Linked DNA regions of Mus musculus: regions 1, 2 and 4 are each linked to region 3. The links are chromatin contacts, called in public ChIA-PET and promoter capture Hi-C maps. All regions are on one chromosome and are shown on one strand. Each heading gives the region's core, a stretch centred on a gene start, on an enhancer-like site or on the middle of the called end of the contact. The rest is flanking DNA. Distances are from core to core; before and after follow the strand shown. Region 1 overlaps Arhgef6 (Rac/Cdc42 guanine nucleotide exchange factor (GEF) 6). Region 2 holds the start of Cd40lg (CD40 ligand). Region 3 holds the start of Rbmx (RNA binding motif protein, X chromosome). Region 4 has its middle 11 kb from the start of Gm14718.

The links. ChIA-PET counts read pairs in DNA pulled down with a chosen protein or histone mark. Capture Hi-C pulls out chosen DNA fragments and counts their contacts.
Region 1: an RNA polymerase II ChIA-PET map of memory CD8 T cells shows a contact between it and region 3, with 74 read pairs. The contact joins the enhancer-like site here to the promoter of Rbmx in region 3. A contact is called at or near these places in 9 of 39 promoter capture datasets (3T3-L1-derived adipocytes, the C10 cell line, the HPC-7 cell line and 5 more), 8 of 484 Hi-C or Micro-C datasets (B cells, CD4 T cells, Th1 cells and 5 more), 5 of 115 datasets of contacts at active chromatin or transcription factors (the 230-238 cell line, the SCID.adh cell line, bone marrow-derived macrophages and 2 more) and 4 of 9 other capture datasets (adipose tissue, liver, macrophages and 1 more).
Region 2: a promoter capture Hi-C map of adipose tissue shows a contact between it and region 3. The contact joins the promoter of Cd40lg here to the promoter of Rbmx in region 3. A contact is called at or near these places in 14 of 39 promoter capture datasets (the 3T3-L1 cell line, 3T3-L1-derived adipocytes, the C10 cell line and 9 more), 1 of 115 datasets of contacts at active chromatin or transcription factors (memory CD8 T cells) and 2 of 9 other capture datasets (adipose tissue and liver).
Region 4: an RNA polymerase II ChIA-PET map of memory CD8 T cells shows a contact between it and region 3, with 53 read pairs. The contact joins the enhancer-like site here to the promoter of Rbmx in region 3. A contact is called at or near these places in 1 of 39 promoter capture datasets (pre-B cells), 1 of 484 Hi-C or Micro-C datasets (granulocyte-monocyte progenitors), 2 of 115 datasets of contacts at active chromatin or transcription factors (effector CD8 T cells and memory CD8 T cells) and 1 of 9 other capture datasets (liver).

What each region holds. Positions count from the first base shown.
Region 1 is chrX:57,252,028-57,255,460 of GRCm38.p6, reverse strand. The region is part of intron 10 of Arhgef6 (Rac/Cdc42 guanine nucleotide exchange factor (GEF) 6); the gene reads left to right. Among named protein-coding and RNA genes, the nearest start is that of Cd40lg, 42 kb to the right of the region's middle. Within about 2 kb of position 1,925, at least 23 of the 459 cell types and tissues checked have an H3K27ac peak or open chromatin away from gene starts, as enhancers often do. A contact at or near this core is called in Th1 cells, effector CD8 T cells and memory CD8 T cells, where this site is marked.
Region 2 is chrX:57,210,555-57,213,527 of GRCm38.p6, reverse strand. Cd40lg (CD40 ligand) reads right to left here and starts at 1,385. Exons shown (of 5, transcript NM_011616.2): 1 at 1,218-1,385. The coding sequence starts at 1,373.
Region 3 is chrX:57,391,301-57,394,286 of GRCm38.p6, reverse strand. It overlaps Rbmx (RNA binding motif protein, X chromosome), which reads left to right and starts at 1,251. Exons shown (of 9, transcript NM_011252.4): 1 at 1,251-1,435; 2 at 2,589-2,720; 3 at 2,909-2,986. The coding sequence starts at 2,612. It overlaps Snord61 (small nucleolar RNA, C/D box 61), which reads left to right and starts at 2,778; the gene lies at 2,778-2,839.
Region 4 is chrX:57,188,100-57,191,259 of GRCm38.p6, reverse strand. No RefSeq gene overlaps it. Among named protein-coding and RNA genes, the nearest start is that of Gm14718, 11 kb to the left of the region's middle. Within about 2 kb of position 1,714, at least 26 of the 459 cell types and tissues checked have an H3K27ac peak or open chromatin away from gene starts, as enhancers often do. A contact at or near this core is called in memory CD8 T cells, where this site is marked.

The sequences.
Region 1 (3,433 bases), core at 676-3,175, 140 kb after region 3:
GGGTGTTTTGTTCCCAATTCTAAGGAGGGGCATAGTGTCCACACTTCAGTCTTCATTCTTCTTGAGTTTCATGTGTTTAGCAAATTGTATCTTATATCTTGGGTATCCTAGGTTTTGGGCTAATATCCACTTATCAGTGAGTACATATTGTGTGAATTACTTTGTGAATGTGTTACGTCACTCAGGATGATGCCCTCCAGGTCCATCCATTTGGCTAGGAATTTCATAAATTCATTCTTTTTAATAGCTGAGTAGTACTCAATTGTGTAAATGTACCACATTTTCTGTATCCATTCCTCTGTTGAGGGACATCTGGGCCAAACCAACTTTATTAAGAATCCAGAAAACATCATGGTTTCCAAGTCAACTTGATGAGCTCTTCCCTCTTCCTGAATGGTATTCCAGCATCCCTCTTTATACAACCAAATAAGATACACAGTTATAATTCTTCCTCTCTCCTCCAGATCTTGGCCCTGTTGCTTCCCTTAAGGCTGTGCTCATTTATTGACTTAGGTCAGTGGTTCCCAAACTATGGGTTGCAACCCTTTCAGCAGCTGAACAACCCTTCCACTGGGATCACATATCAGCTATCCTGCACATCAGATATTTACATTGTGATTCACAACAGTAGCAACATTACAGTTATGAAGTAGCAATGAAATAAGGTTATGGTTGGGGGTCCCCACAACATGAGGAAATGTAAAGGGTTACAGAATTAGGACGACTGAGAACTACTGCCTTGGTTTTCTATTGCCAACTTGTCTGTACATGATGGTTCTTTGGCATTCAGACCTACAAATCTCTATTGTTTTGCAAACCAATGTTAAAAAACATGAAGACCAAACCAAAAGTCAGGAGAAGAAAACACAAAAAAAGAAAAAGATGTTTGTCCCAGATGGGAACAATGTGGACATTTGATTTTCTGACTCTGGCCCTCCTTAAAGATTATAAATGGATCCAATACTACTCTCCACTGCCCACCAGTGTCTTTACATCAAAGTCCACTCACATTTTTGTTTAGGAACTTAAAATGTACTCATAATGTAGTGTAGCTACAATCTTTTCTAAATATTAGGACTTGCAACGAGGTCTGATAAGCAAGTCTGAGCACCCAAATCTTGAGATTTTTTTTTAGGTATTTACTTCATCTATTCAAATGCTTTCCCTAAAGTCCCCTATACCCTCCCCCTGCCCCACTCCCCTACCCACCCACTCCCATTTCTTGGCCCTGGCATTCCCCTGTACTGAGGCATATAAAGTTTGCAAGACCAAGGGGCCTCTCTTCCCAATGATGGCCAACTAGGCGATCTTCTGCTACAAATGCAGCTAGAGACACGGGCTCTGGAGGTACTGGTTAGTTCATATTGTTGTTCCACCTATAGGGTTGCAGACCCCTTCAGCTCCTTGGGTACTTTCTCTAGCTCCTCCTGTGTTCCATCCAATAGCTGACTGTGAGTATCCACTTCTGTGTTTGCCAGGCCCCGGCATAGCCTCACAAGAGACAGCTAGCTATATCAGGGTCCTTTCAGCAAAATCTTTTAACACACAGCTCTTTTGTGATCTGGCACTGGATGTGGAGGCGTGGGCGGCAACGACTGTGTTTACCATAGTTGCTCTTCCTGTGTCTGGGGAAAGGTTTTGAGGTTTTAAAGGGGTTGATTATCTTTAAAGAAAAAAGCTACTGTTCTTGTCAGCATTTGTAAGTCTTAAGAGCTCACCTCCGTGTGAAAAAACTGTATTTGGACTGCCCTAAAGTTGGAGACAGCGGGGAGCTGGTGAGGAAAGTTTGCCAGAATGAGATTTCAATAGGGGCTCTAGAAGGCATTGACCTCTGGATGCCTTTCTGTATGCTAAACCAGTTCAGCAGATGGTTTGAGGTTTGCCCCTCCTTCCGTGTCATAAAAATTCAGAAACCAGTGGCCTCTGCTTGTCACTTCTCAGTGCTACAACACAATGCTGCAGTACTGACAACTTCAGGAACACACAGTTAAGCTCCTCCTGCCTGCCTGTCTGCCTGCAGGCCTCATCTGTTTCTAGGCCAGCCTCTGTTTGGTCACATTGGCTTTGACTCTTCCTTCAGATTGGGACCATCAAATGCTGCATCCCCCTTTCTGGGAGTGTAGCACTGGGCCAGGCCAATCCGAATTTCTAATCACTTGATAAAATAAGATTTACCGTGAAAGAATACACACTAATTTTCCATGGACAATCCTGCCTGTGGCCTGAGTCAGATCTCTAGTCTGTTCTACCATGTTTTCTACCTGAGACTGGATGAGCAGAACTGGCCTTCTCCGTTCTTCAGCTGAATCCATGAAGTCAGTACATATACTCCTAAGTGAAGTATGCCTACCATGTCCATATACCTCAATACTAGTTGCACTACAGGATCAGTGATGTCCCTCTGAGTAATTATTTAGTAATGGTAAATATTACTTATTTATTCAATTTTTATTAATTAAAATAAATTTAAATTTAAATATATTTGATCATACTCTTCCCCTCCTCCAAGTCCACCAAGATCTTCTATTCCTCCCTACCCAGTCAGCTTCAAGATCTTTCTCAAAAATCAAACCCAAATCCTACAAAACCTAGACAACGAAATACGAGAAGAGGAGAGGAGAGGAGAGGAGAGGAGAGGAGAGGAGAGGAGAGGAGAGGAAAGAAAGACCAAACTGTAACCATATCGAAGCATACAAAAATCTGTGGAGTCCATTATTTGCTGGTCAGGGAAATGGGAAGTCTTACCTCAATAATGACAACTATAATGTTGTTACTAAATATATGATATGTTATAAATTGTCTTAAAAGTCAACTGTGATGGGCTAGATTCTACAATGTGAATGTGTATATGCATATGCATATATTAAACCGTCATATACCATAACTATCAACAAATTTGCTTGTCAGTTCAAAAGAAAAATAGCAGTACATTTTAATTTTATGTGCAAAACAATCAGTTGTATAGTATAAGTTAAGAATTCAAAACTGGGCCAGAATTTAGGATCCCAGTGCTTCTAGTAATTAAGTGATTAAGAAATTTTCTGGGAGCCGGGCAGTGGTGGTGCACGCCTTTAACCCCAGCACTTGGGAGGCAGAGGCAGGCAGATTTCTGAGTTCGAGGCCAGCCTGGTCTACAGAGTGAGTTCCAGGACAGCCAGGGCTATATACAGAGAAACTCTGTCAAAAAGAAAAAAAAGAAAAGAAAAAAGAAAGAGAGAGGGGGGGATGGAGGGAGGGAGGGAGGAAGGAAGGAAGGAAGGAAGGAAGGAAAGAGAGAGAGAGAGAAAGGAAGGAAGGAGGGAAGGAAGGAAGGAAGGAAGGAAGGAAGGAAGGAAGGAAGGAAGGAAGAGAAATAAAAATAAAAAGAAAAATAGAAGAAATGTTCTGGAGCTGGAAAGACAGCTCAGCAGTTAAGAGTTCATACTACTTTTTT
Region 2 (2,973 bases), core at 136-2,635, 180 kb after region 3:
AATGCTTTGCATTTTAAAAGAAATTATCTCTTATCCCCAAAGTGAATGCAATATTTTCTTTTTTATATGTGAGTAATTAAATGTATGCAATTAACTTGTGTTGTCAACTAATTCTGAACAATTTCTTCTTGTCTTAAGGGCAAATTCTTAACTTTCAAAACAAGAACCAATACAAGTATAGTGGAACATGTGTGTAATCTCTATATTTGTAGGATGAGGCAGGAGTGTTCCTGTGAGTTAGAAGCCAGTTTCGTCTATCTAGAGAGTTCCAGACCATTCTGAGCTACAGTATGAAACTGTCTCAAAAAGGGGGGAAAAATCCAAACTTAACCAAATAAAATCAAAACAAAATATAAGGTGGAGTTTGCCAATAGCTTTGCCTGTCATTTAAAGTTCACTTAAATTTGACAGCACATTTGAGTCTATATGGGTTACAACTTCCCCATTATCCCTTAGCATTTCATAACACAGCCCATATGGCCCTCAGTGGATATGAGCCAGCACATGGAAACAGCGTAGATCCTGAAGTTACTGTTCTTAGCTAGTCTGCTCCCTTCCTAATCATTTAAGCATGGAAAATCTCCTCCGCGGAGCACAGAGCAGCTTACAGTGGCAGTTGGCATTGAAGAGTTGCACAGATAGCACCATTCTGACTTTAAAAATCAATCGGCAGATTGGGAGCATAGTTCATGTCTGTACTCATCCAAAACACAATGGAATTTCAGATCAAATCAATGTTCCTTTTTTTCTGGCTCACCTTTTAAAGTTGTTTTCATGGGGCTCATTTTTTTAAAGTTGTCTTCGTGGGGGGAAATAGTTCACTTTGGGGAGCAACTTTTAGGAACTAACTAGCATGTACTATGTGCCAGGCATAGTTTATCTCCTCTTCAGGGCTAGAATCATTTGATCTGTGCCATGGGTACTATGTCTACCTCTATTTCCCTGGGACAGAAAAAGAAATGAAAATATGAAGTGACATGTGCAGAATCTCAGAGCAGTTAAGAGCTAAGCTAAGATTTGAAGCCAGGCTGTCTGATTGCACATTCCAAGATCTTAGTCAGAGGTAAGGTTCTACTTTCTAGGCAACAAACATTATGCCACAACAAACATTATCCACTTTCTACTGTTCTCCATCATTTAGGTAGAACTTAATTCAAACCGTCCTAGATCAATAAGAACCCCCAATTTAGCTAATTAAGGCTTGTAGGTCACCTTACCTTATCCAATCTTCTATGAAGATACACAGCAAAAAGCACAGATCCAATCATTTGGGTGATAAGGAAAACAGTAAGTAAATACATAAAAATCTTCATGCTCGCTGGAAGTCCAGTTGCCACGGATCTGGGGGAAGGTTGGCTGTATGTTTCTATCATGCTGACTGAAAGCTGAAATGGTGTCTTCTGACCAAGAATGGGACAGAGGCAGCATGAGAAGACTGTCAAAGTGGCCGCCTTACTCAGGATTAGTTAAGAGCGCACAATCGTCGCAACCCACACTTCCTGGAAAATGTGCTTCGTAGTCTTCTGTCCCAGCAAAAAAAGTTACGTAAAGGGTTTTTCTTTTCTTTTCTTTCCTTTTCTTTTTTTAAATCACACCCATATCATTCACTTCCAGGCTTTCCCTTTTGTTAGTAAAGAAGAAACGGGTTTCTTCTTCCATACATTCATTCTTGCCTTGAAATGTCAGACTTCTTAAAAGACAATGGCAGTATTTTTCCTATTGCTCTCTAAAGTTTGGGGTTCACCAGTTTCAAGGAAAGTGACAAATGAGTCCACTAGTAATAAACTTATTTCAATTTCAATCTTACTAACATAAATCTGGAACCTGGTATAAAGTTAAAGGACTAGATGTTAGCAAATATAAGGACTGATTTCATGTCCAGTGTGCCGCCCCTTAATTGCTTCTCAGGACTTTGATTCTTTAATCTCTAAGCTCAATAAAATCTTTCTAGCTTTACTAGTCAAAACTACATGTCATAAAGCAAAAAAAGGGCTCCACATTTATTAAATAAGATGTAGCTAGAAAGAGAATTTATGTAAAAAACAAACCAATAAAAACGTTGGTGAAAAGCAAAGCTAGCTACGGTGTTTGGGAAATCAGACAGAAACTTGGGGACTGAAGCTAAAGGCAATGATTAGCCTAATTCGGCCACATTCTCTGTCTTCACAGTTACAGTCCACTATACTGATATGTAGCTAAGGATATGAAAACTGAGCTTCAGCTGAGAAACCTGGATTCTAGTCCTTGCTGTACTAATAAATTCCTACGAACTCCCAGTAAGTCACTTTGCCTCTCACTCTCCCCTACACAAAGGGCTTTGCCTAACCCATAGGTTTTGGAGAAGACAGACTAAAGATGCTAAGGAAAAAGACTTTGGAGGCATCTCACACAATATATAGTTATCCCTATTTTTTTTAACAGTTTTCATACCCTATGAAATGAGTTTTCCAAATGATTCCTAACTCTTTATATGATGAACAAACTAAGCTGAGGCCAAACCACCTCAGGTTGTGACACTGTTTTCGGAAGTATACATGTATGAATGGCCATTGTGATGTCATATCAGATAACCTTCAAACTAATACAGCTGTGGAAATCTCTCTCCCACATCCCAACTTCCTGTATAGAAACTGGTAAAATTGCTTTGGTGATTCCTACAAACTTGTTTCAAGAGACAAATAGGAAATATAAACACTGCTCTGCTAGGGATGCTGTCTGTGTAGTTAGCACCTGCTGTCTTCTCCTCCCACGCCTCAGCATCCTGTCCTGGGCCCAAACCTGTGCAGTTTTTTTTTTTTTTTTTTTACTACATCTGCTAAGGGGGTGGCTTCAAAGCAAATGATAAACTTTGATCAGTCAAGTCAGAAGCATTGGTTCTTAGACAAGTGATCATAGCTTGGGCTCAAGGCTGTGTTCCAGGTCAACTTGACATAATTATAGAAAGTTCAGTTTACAAAGGCCTTGTGAAGATCA
Region 3 (2,986 bases), core at 2-2,501:
GGTCCACAGTCTGTAAGTCATTCTAATAAATCTTTCCACATATCTCATATATATTTGATTTTGAATTGAATTTTTGTTATGTATCAGAAACCTTTTATTATTGCCACTTTTACTACTATGCCCACATTCAATTCTATCACCCCATATGAGGAAATATGATCCATAGTATAAAAGGCTGGTATCTAAAATCGTTTTTCTTGGGAGGCAAAGACAGGGATCTCCAGCCTGGTCTGCAGAGCAAGTTGTAGGACAGCCAGACAGGAACAGAAAAAGAAAAAAGGAAAAAGGAAAGAAAAGAAATGAAAAGAAAATCCCCTCTAGGTTAAATTGTTATTTTTCTTTCACAAGCAGATAAAAATTTAGAATGCAGAACCTGGTCTGGTAGCTCATGCCTGTAATTCCAGCACTTGGAAATCTGAGGCAGGATCAGAGCTGTGAATTCCAAGACCACTCTCAGCCTGACTGGTACTGTCTCAAAACACAAAACAAATTAAGAATGCTCACTTAAAGTTCAAGCATGCTTGGTAGCATTTTTTTTTTTTTGTTTGGTTTGGTGTTTGAGACAGACTCTAACAAAGCCAGTCTGTGCTGAAACGCGTAACTGCCCTACTTCAGCGTCCCAAATACTGGGATGAAATGTGTGGGTAAGCACTCCCAACTATCGTCAGGGATTTTTGTTTGACAGTCTTAACCCCGAGGCACCTGACTCTGGTCTCACTTGCACAGAAATCAAGTAGGTACTCAGTAATCGTTCTATATGAATGATATTTTTGTAATGTCATCAAGTTCTGTTTTCACTTAACACTTACTTAACAGATTCTTCCAATGTATTACTTATTGCTCAAGAAAATTTAGCCAGTTATTGAGTATCAACGAAACTTCTTTGTTTCTTATTTCTATAACGTTGGCATTCTACCGTTTTTTCACATTGCTTTTGGAATTAGGATTTTCATGCAAAAGTAAAAGTTTTGCGCCTTGTTTGACCTAATAGGTTGCTCAATAAATTTACTTCTCTAGTCAATAAATCCCGTCCAGTGTTTTAGCATATTTAGCGAAGCTAAAAGGCGCCTTGGAGGAGAATGGATGGGGGCAGGGCAAACGGTTAAAATCCGGCACCGGCCAGAACTTTAAGAGACACAGGAAAGAGGCGGAGTGACTAGTGAATGACAAAGGGAACAGCCAATGAAGAATCTGGGAACCACTCCCTCCCCTCCCTTCGTGCTTCAAATTCTAAGCTTAATTTCCATCCGGGTTCTTCAGCCTCGTTCCCGGGTAGTATAAAGATTGCAGTCTCCTTTGTTCGCCCTCGTTGCGCAGTCGTCCTAGCGTCATTTCTGTTCCGTTCTGAAAATCGGTAGCTGTCACTGGTGCGGCGCTGCTCGGGAGGTCCGGTCGGCGAGCTCAGAGGAGCTTGAGACCGTCGCAGTCCCCTCGGGTAGGACTTTCCTTTCCTTGGCCTGTTTTCCATACAGACTTGTTAGAGCTGGATGTCATTTGTTTCCCGGGAGATAGTGGCGGCGGGCGCCATTTTAAGACACCCAAAGGTGTCAACCTATTTAAAGCAGAAGGGGTGGAAGCAGCACATTATGGGGTCAGTTATCTGAGTGCGTCTCCCGGAGGTTTGGCTGTCCCCTGTCGCGGGAGGGCGGAGGGCGCAGCTTTGTAGGTGGGGCGGGACGTGCTGGGACCGCGGGAGTAACACCAGAATAGCGTCCGTGCTAATGATAGGCTGGTGGACTTCTGAGGCTTCCTCTGGTCCTTGGCGGCAAGGAGAGGAAGCTTTCTGAGTTTTCGCTGCAACTGTCAATGCAAAAGTTAGTTCGTCCGGAGGCTGTTGGTGGTTCTGGGTTCGTTCCAAGTGTCGCCATTTTGTCTTTAACACGCGGTTTTTAATGAGTCTTAATTAGGTGTCAGGACTGGAAAAGAGTGTTAAGAGTGTGTGATTCTGAGTTCCGTTATCTTCGGACTCTGGCACTTTTTCTTTTCGATCGGATAACTAACAATCTTTCGTTGGGCTAGATGCAGCGACTTTGTCCTAAGGTAGAGATTTGTCCCTAAACTTAACTAGGGAATCTAAATGTGGAAAGGGCTTGCTCCTTACTTGGTGTGTCTGGCTGGTGACCTTGAATGAATAGGAAGTCTTTTATACCTTTGGCTTCGGGTTGGGGGCGGTGGGGCGGATAGCAAGTAGGTTGATAGGTAACGGAATGTTTTAAAGATAAGAGATCAAGACCATAGCCAGGTGTGGTGGCCCCCTTCTGTTAATTCCTGCACTCTAAGGTTGCAATCTTATATTAAAAGTAAAATACATTTAAAAGTAGCCTTTTTAAGTGTTGAGTAGCTCTTCATTGACTAAAAGCAGGGCAGATGAAGATGGTAAATTAGGCAGGCCCTTTTAACCCTGTTAATGAAAATTGCGCTGCACTGTTAGCCAAAGTATTTCAATTGATTTTCTACCACACTTGAGGTTTATTGGTATCTTTAGTTACTAAAGAATAAAGATTTTAACAAAACATGAGCCATAATTAAGCTGTTCAATAAACTTTGGGGACTTTCTACAGAGAGATAATAATACCATTTTTCAGCAGACCCCCATCGGTTAAGAGGAAAAATGGTTGAAGCAGATCGCCCAGGAAAGCTCTTTATTGGTGGGCTTAATACAGAGACGAATGAGAAAGCCCTTGAGGCAGTGTTTGGCAAATATGGACGAATAGTGGAAGGTGAGTTATCTAAAATCGTATGATATATTAATAAAATTAAAAGACAAGCTGTGATGAATTTGAATCCACTGATCTTCCGACATGATAAATGCATTGTCCTCTAAGAAGTTCTGAGCTTGCTTCTCGCAGATGTGCGCTGATTATCTTTGTTTGAATGAAACTAAACCCCACCCCCCCAACTGTTTCAGTTCTTTTGATGAAGGACCGAGAAACGAATAAGTCAAGAGGATTCGCTTTTGTCACTTTTGAAAGCCCAGCAGATGCAA
Region 4 (3,160 bases), core at 465-2,964, 200 kb after region 3:
ATGCTTTTTTGACTCCTAACTCATGGCATCTTTCTTCTCTCTTTACTCTCTTCTCCCCACCCCTGCCACCCTCCCCCCTGCCATGGCTCTCCTCCAACCACAAGGCCGAGAACACCAAGTCCCATCTATCTCGATTCTGCCTATCTTTATTCACCAATAAGAAATAACTTGGGGATAAGATCACTTGGGTCTACATGCAGACTCTCTTGCTTCTGGGGCAACTAGGCCTTGGGGGCCCCATTAAGCATTACAATACATAGCAACAGACCAAACCTCTGTTCACTCAAGCACCTCAGAAATCAGCAGAGTCCAGCAAGAAGGCTTTTTCCAGGAGCTACTGTCATTGTGAGGTCTAACAAAGGCTCTGAGAATAGGCCTAGAAAACATCATTGTGCTAGCTATTATTACTTCAAATGCCCCACTGTGGATCTCCATGCAGCTCCTTTAGTATTTGTCTCAGTTTTTTTTCTCTTAGTTACCCTTTGTGATTGCATTTGACCCAAATAGGTTGACTGTCTTTTTGACTAGTTTAAAGATATTTGGGGCTTTAATTACATCTGCAACATCTTCCATATTTGCTTCATAATATAACTTAACCACGGGAGTATTATCCTATTACTCGTTAACTTCCCATAGGCAGGCAACTAGATAGAGCTATGTAATGCATAAACATGGAGGTGTGTGTGCAGGAACCTTACGAGCCATTGTACAACTGTACTTATTATAATAGCTCTACAATGTCAATAATCTCTTATTCCTTTGCTAGATCATAAGCAAAGAAATGGATAAAAATAAGAGACTGGGTATGTATATGCACATATATCTTATATGTAATTCTAGGTAAAAATTAATATGATTCTGCATGTTTTTTTTTCAAATACCCTTAGTGTATTTATTGTTCTTCCTTCTCTCTCTCATCCTCTCACCTCCATATTTATAGCCTCCTAATTTTTTCATTTCCCCTTTCAGAGTACCCGTGTTCTGCTTCAGAAATGTACCTATGAGCTCTCAACAATACAGTTGCCTAAGCAAAGCCAATATAGTGACACCACCAGTTGTCATGTCAATGTGGGCAAGGAAACTTTCACATGGTCCCACCCCTAGACAAAGAGCTGCAGGTGAGAGGGGGAGAATCAGTTTCCTCCAGGGACAAACTCCTACAGAGATTGTACAATCCTAAGTGACCATCCCTGTAAATGTGCTCATGTGAACAAACCGACATGGACTCAGTAGGTTATATACTCATGGGTGTACACACACACACACACACACACACACACACACACACACGTACGTACGTATATTCATGTAACAGTCACAAGTGAGGAGGCGATCATGAATTCTGGAGAAGGACCTGGGAGGAATTGGAGGTGAAGGGGCAGGAGTCATATAGATTCAATGCTTTCGTATGAGTTTTTAAAAACTTATTTTTAAGGAAGAAAATTACTTTGCACATGTCTGTTTTGGTTCACAGAAGACTTACCATTATGCTAAAATAAGAGTGGAGGAAGCCTTTAGAATTTTCTGAGAAGTCATACAACTTATGCTGGGCTGAGAATCCAGGCTGAAAGTCCTCTCTGGTGCTTATCACGTCACCTAGGTCAGTTGAGGAGCTGCTTGGCACCTCTTTGATTCGGGCACTCTCTCACCACAGGGTCTCCACACACCCATCTCTAGCTCCTGGCAAATACTCAGAACCTAACACCTGGGCACCATGTGATCTCCACTGTTTATGAAGAGATCAAGGGCATCCTGGGTGAGGGAAGTGAAGGGCTGAAGAAACAGCATCTAAAGCTGAATGTAAGGACTTCAGAAGATGACTAGAAGACCTCACTTCGACGGTGGTGGTGTTAGCTCTTTTGTTTTTTGTTTTTGTCTTATTTTAGTTTGGTTTTCGGCTTGGATGTATGAAATACCAGAGTAGTTATGTATTCTTTAACAAATATCGTTCTATTCTAGCATTCATTAGCTCCATTCTCCTTCTAGTGGACATGGCCCTGTTCTGAGACATAACTCAGAATGGATTCAGTCAGTATTTTTTTGTGGTACCTATATTGACATACAATTTCCACACCATAGGATTCACTCATTTAAAGTATAGACTTTAAAAATCCTTGCCACATGCATAGTTGTATAACCATCTGTTATCGCCTAATTCCAGAACATTTCTCATCAACCCCAAAAGAAACCATGCCCCCCTTTATCAGGCTCATCTCATTTCCTTCCTATACACCATTCAGTTTTGACTGCAGCAAGATTTCTGTCCCCCAAATTTTCCCAGCCTAGTGACGCACCTCCAGGGGAGGAGATCTGAAGACTAGTGTGAAGGTCTGTGTGCATTCTTGGTCAGCTGTCTGATGGTACAGACCTCTCTTTCAGCATCTCCATTTATTAGACTTAAAATGAAGGAGTTTGGACCATCAGAGGAGTCTTTGTTATTCTTGTAATCCACCCACAAAACACTCTGTAAACAAGGTACACATTTAGTTCAACAGCTCACCCTCCTCTCTTGCCCGCCCCCCCCCCCCCGTGTGTGTGTGTGTGTGTGTGTGTGTGTGTTTGAAAATCCTTGTGAATGTGTGTGTGTAGGCAAGAATGTGATGTGATGTTGGGTGTTTTCTTGACTCCCTTTTCAAGTGTTGAGCTTTCTATTTCTGCTAGACTGGCTATCCAGCAAGCTCCACAGATCGCCTGGCTATCTCCAGGCCTTCCTTCCCTGCCTGTCCCTCAGCATAGGGTTACAGAGTACGCTGCCATGTGGGACTTTTATGTGATTGCCTGGGATCTGAGGACAGGTCCTGGGACTTTCACAACAAGCACTTTACCTTCTTAAAAATCCTTCTAGTCCTCAGCCCACAGCCCAGCATTCTTATCCCTTCTCATCATGCCTTGACCTGTTCTCCTTATCTGCAATGCTTCCCACCCATTTAGAACCAACCTCAGCTGTTTCTCCTCCAGGAATCCCTATGTAGTTCCCTATTTTCTCTAAACTCTTCTGGCAGCCACACAACTTGGACCTTCCTTATATAGAGGAAATCTGTGTTTCTTGTGGATGGTTTCAGAGCCGCACCCTGCAATGCTATTTATTCTTTCTCTACCCTATGCCTCATCTGTTTGGTCTCTGATGCAAATTACCACTGCACTTCCCAGTGTGCATCGT